Regions from separate parts of the Gossypium arboreum genome. Here region 1 is linked to region 2. The links are chromatin contacts, called in public Hi-C maps. All regions are on one chromosome and are shown on one strand. Each heading gives the region's core, a stretch centred on a gene start, on an enhancer-like site or on the middle of the called end of the contact. The rest is flanking DNA. Distances are from core to core; before and after follow the strand shown.

Region 1 (2,730 bases), core at 227-2,726, 340 kb after region 2:
GGCCAGCCACCACGCCTCTCGAGCATCTCCACTTCTTCCCGTCAGTCCTCCGGCATCGGCCTGGCTCTGGATCCATTGCTGCTCTTCCCCAATACCCTGATTGCAACACTGATCCGACATCCTCATACTCTTCATATCTTTTAAGTACATACTATTTGGACAGATTCATTAAGTTCCTTAGGTAGACCGTGTAGATATATATGGAAGTTTTGTCTTTCTTTCAATCAAAATAAGAGAACAAAGAAACCACTCAAAAATGAAAGTTAAATAAAAAAGTTTCAGTAAGAACTAGCACTAGACTTCTTCCCCCCTTTCTACGTTTCTTCTCTCTTTTTGTTTGTGTTTTCACCCGGGTTTATATATATATATATATAATACTATAAAATCATTTATGCATCAATCTCTTTTATTATGTACTTATTTTCTTTATAAATTTGATGAGAAAATGCTAAAGTACGCATTTCATAAAAATATAAAAGCAAGGACAGGTCACACATCTCATAAATATAATCACTCACAAGGTGGCTGGTAATGGGAGAAGTGTCGAAGAGGGTGGTGGAGGAAATATGAAGGAGAGTGAAGAATAGTAGTATTCTCGATTGATTGAAGGAGTTGGGGAGGAACAGCTGCGCCTGCTAACATGTATCTAAAGATCAAAGCTTGTAACTACAGTTCCTGCCATTGAGACAAGCTGAAGAAACTTCCCATCACTAAAGGGAGAAGTAAAAAGGTAACTTAGAAGGAAAAAATCAAGTAAGCAAGCTAGCCAGAAACTTCCCAAACTTAGGAGTTGAAAACTTTTCTGAGAATCCTGCCAAGAAAAAAAAAGGAGCAAAGAAAAAGGAAAAAAATCTCACTGCTGGGAAACGTGAAGGATGAATGAGGAAGTGGTGGCAGATTGTTGCTGCTGGATTTGCAGTGGTGATGAGGTACGAGCAAAGGAAGAGGAGATGGGTGTTGGTGATGATGATGATGAAGGTGAAGTTTTGGTATATTTGCAGAAGGTGGTTGTTGTTGATGGTCTGACTCATGCTGGTTTCTACATTGCTTCAGATGCAAGTTCATGGAAAGAGAAAGAGAGGTGCTTTGGGGGTTTTAGTTGGTTGGGGCGGCGGGGGCTATTTTGACAGAAATATTTTTATTTGGGTTTTGGGGTCTGTTTTGTTGATGTGTTAACAAGAGAAAGTTTGGAAAAAGCTTTTGCAGGAACTTCTTTCCTCTTATGGCTTCGGCAGATAGCAATACCTTAAGACTTCAAAGAGAGGAAGAGGAACTATTCTGACACCAGGAGGCAGACTTTTTTAAATGTAAAGTAAACGACAAAGTTAATTTTATAGATAATTGTTTTTATTTTACATGTGTAAAAATATTATCTTCAGATGGTCCTAATCAAAGACGGGGAAATCGTTCTAAGTTAAGAACTACTCTCTCTTAAACGCTCTCTTTTCTATTTTTGCATTGAATTTTGCATGACTGATTTATTTCAGAGTCCTTTTACTTTCTAATTTCCTTTTTAGTATTTGTGTCATGTAAGCTTAAGAATATCGAGTAAAACAAGCACTCAAGGATATTTCGAAGCTGAAATGAGTGGCTAGAGCTTAAAAAGCAATAGCACTGGGAAAGGATGTAAGGGCGCGACATTTAGCTAAGTGCCATGACGCCCTTGATTGACAAGCTGTCTGTATGCCACGGCATTCGGCCAAGCGCTACAGTGGTCTGCCCTAAACCTATTTTCTCCTATTTTTGTTATTTTGAGGGCTTTTTATCAAAAAAATATTAAAAAAAAACTCTAAAATGGTATATTGATAAAATTAAGTATCAAAATGGTACATTTCAAGTAATAGAAGGTGGTGCATAGGCGACACCACCCTCATTTTCTGATCAAAACAGTAAATAATAATAATAAATGGTGACATGGCCTAGGTGGAGGGGATGTTAGAGGTGACACTAGTAGAGGGGATATCAGAGGCGGCACCAGTGGAGGGGTTGTCAAAGGCGGCACCAATTGTACCTATCTAATAGGCGGCACCCTCTAGTATATTCCCCCCTCCCCCAAGTCCCCCATCCGGCTCGTATCAGTTTGAAAAAAAAAATTATAGAACAAGAGAGAGAGAAGAGAAGAGAAGAAAGAAAGAAAAGAGAAGAAAGAAAAGAAAATGTAATTTTCTTATTGTTATTTTCAAAGAAAGAAAAGAAAATGTAATTTTCTTATTGTTATTTTCAAATATAATAGATTATGATAAGAAAAAATTTTGTTAGTATTATATAGTTTGTTTAGTGTTATTTTTATATTTTGTTTATTGTGATTTGTTAGTAAGTTTTATGTTTAGATTATTGAGAATGTTTTTATGTTTAGATTATTGAGAATGTTATCTTGTAAAATTTTTAATATATTTGATATTGTTAGAAATGACAATAAATTTGATATTGTTAGAAATGGACTATTATCATCCATTAAATTTTTTAAGCAAGTTTTTAATGTTGTTTGAAATTGTTTTGAGATTTTTTATTAATTTTTAATGATTGAGTATTGAAGATGGATAATTAGTTTTTCGTATGCGTTTATTTCGATGGAATCATCTTGACAACAACCGTTGGATGTATATTTGAATATCTGCAACAAATATCAATGAGATTTAATAGAAATATCTCGTTGGATGATATGAAGGGAAGGATTAACGCAAAAATTGTTAGACGTTGTAGGAGAAGGTCTCAAAACTTTTCTAAAAG
Region 2 (2,700 bases), core at 115-2,614:
GTTAGCATTAATATATTAATACATGACCAAGCTGATACTAGCATATGAACATTCAGTCCACATCCAAAAACAAAAACAAATAGGTGAGAAGAGATGCCTATACTTTCTCAAACCACACATAAGATATAAATTCTTCACCTAAACCCAAAGTTCCAGCAGAGAGGATGAGGTTTAGCAGCTGACTACAAGATTAAATCATGTTGTCATCAGATATTAAGAACAAATGGATTACCTCATGACTTGTATGCTTGATATAGTATATCAGCACCACCATGACAACCCAGAGAAGCACAAGGGTCAGATTACTACAAGTTGAGAAGTTCGAGATCTGCAAAAACAATCCAAAATATCACAAATACTTATCAAATTCAAACAAAGTTCCAGACGATAAATGAAATACAATCAGAAGCATATCTACCCGTTTGAAAATTGATTTCCTATACTTCCCAGACCGAGAACACACAGAACACTGGCAATGGATAGTCATTGCCTTCTTCGAGAATGTGTTTAATATCTTAACTATAGTGTATGGCACTAATGGCAGAGCCATTATAGTCAACACAAAGATTGGAAACAAGGCACTGTTCTCTTCCGAAGCACCCATATTCACCTTCTTACTTCAAAAATAAAATTCAAGGAGATCTTTCTTCTTTATATAACTCTGTGACAACAATTTGAGAAACAATCAACCGAGGAAAATACAGATAAAATCTTAATTTGAAATATGCCTATCCAATTCTCCTTTGGCAGAAAAACAAAATTGAATTATTATAGTATAAATTAACTAATTAAAGTTTGGCACCAAAATTACATTTACATTAAAACTCATCAGAAATCAAAATAAAATCATTATTGAAATTATTTCTCAAATAAACCTTAAACTGGAACTTCCCGCCCCATGAATATCGAACTTGAATGAATATTCCTTCCAGGAAAAAAAAAAGGGTAAATAAATAAACCCATATGTTAATATGCTTCAATTTATTGATTTAATAAATAAACTAACGGAGAAACAAAAACCTGACTATTAAACTACTAGAGCTGATCGAATTTCTGTCTAGAAACTAGAAAGCAAAGCGTTTCAGCAGAAGAAGATTCGATTTTATTACTATTACTATTATTCTTCTTTGGTTAATAGAGATCTTACAGCAGAATTTAGCGGAGGGATGCCAGATCTCTATGGTGTGTTAGCTGCTTCACCTTCAGTTCTGGCCCAGGCTTCGGCTTGGCCTTCTTCTAAGTTCAAATTGCGATTTTAGTTCGTGGACCCAAAGCCCAACAACATCCAAAAATCCTAACTGAAAAGGGAAAGCCAGCCCCGGCCCTTTTTCCTTCCCCGTCAACTTCTGCGCGTAGCACAAACTTAATTTATAAAGCGCATACAATCGAATTCATATAGCAAATTCAAAGAATTTATTTCTACAATTTAAAAATTAACTTCACTTTTATAATTAAATTTAAATAAATATTTTTGTAACGACTCAATTTTTAGTGATGTTAAAAAATACAATTTCGAGACTTCATTTCCATAAATGAGTTTGTAAATATTAAATAAAGATGTTATGGGATTAGCATATTAATGAATTGAAAATTGGTTAAGAGATTTAGTCGAAATTGTGAGTAATTAAGGCTCAGAGACTAAATCGCAAAAATTTAATCGCTATAAATTTTTAGTTAGAATAAGGCTTGGGGATTTAAATAGCAATTATCCAAATGACTGGCTAATAAACCAATTTTAAATGAATGTGGGATGTGATGTTAATTGTCATTAGATTTAATTAATTAAGGATTAAAGTTTAATTAAGCCTTATTAAAGTAATTAATTAAATTAAATCTAAGTATATAAGTAAATTAATTGGGAAAAAAAGATGACAATGTAACACCCCTTACTAGAGTCTGAGGCCAGGACTGGGTACGAAGCCATGCATACATTCGTTTTTGAGACACCGAGACTTGATTAAATTTAAAACTCTTTAGAACTCTATTTAAACTCCTTAAAGTGGGCCTACAAGGCCTCAAAATTTCTTTGGAAACCCTTCGGAACCAACTCAGGTCCTTAAATCGACTAAATAAAAATGATTCTTAAAACAGGGCACAAGCTTGTGTGGAAGGGCAACACGCCCATGTGGTCGTTATAACATGGTCGTGCTGATGGCCTGTGTGACTCACACGGCCTAAGCATCTAGGGACACGCCTGTGTCCCATACCCGTGTGAATTTAATTCCAAATTCGAACCTACAGTGGTTTTCACACGACCTAACACACGCCCGTGTCTATGGCCCGGCCATGACACGCCTGTGTCCTAGCTCGTGTCTAAAAACCTTGACATTTTGTTTCTAACGTCAGTATCCAATAAGGGGCACATGACCAAGGCACACGCCAGTGGCCAGAGGCCGTGTCCTCCACACGGCTGAGACACACGGCCGTGTCTCTGCCCTGTGTTTACTACCATGCATACTGGCTTGAAATTTTTACGTGCAGGGGGCACACGGTCTGACAACATGCCCATGACACACGGCCTAGACACATGCCTGTGTGTTTACCCTTGTGGACAACATAGGGCTATTTACCAAGTCCTTTTGCCACCCTGAAACACAAAATAACAACATCCATTTTACGAAAGACCATCATAATATGATTCCTCAATCCAACAACCACATCTAAGGCCTTTACACATTTCATATTTACTAAAACAACCAA

The links. Hi-C and Micro-C count contacts between places; a contact is called where the count stands out from the background.
Region 1: a contact with region 2 is called in a Hi-C map of leaf, with 5 times the contacts expected there. The contact joins the promoter of LOC108466185 here to the promoter of LOC108460697 in region 2. A contact is called at or near these places in 2 of 5 Hi-C or Micro-C datasets (both in leaf).

What each region holds. Positions count from the first base shown.
Region 1 is chr4:87,675,048-87,677,777 of ASM2569848v2, forward strand. It overlaps LOC108466185 (growth-regulating factor 4-like), which reads right to left and starts at 1,477. Exons shown (of 6, transcript XM_053026775.1): 1 at 786-1,477; 2 at 519-710; 3 at 1-108. The coding sequence starts at 1,065.
Region 2 is chr4:87,338,358-87,341,057 of ASM2569848v2, forward strand. LOC108460697 (dnaJ protein ERDJ2-like) reads right to left here and starts at 1,365. Exons shown (of 12, transcript XM_053027343.1): 1 at 1,148-1,365; 2 at 876-925; 3 at 419-661; 4 at 233-328. The coding sequence starts at 604.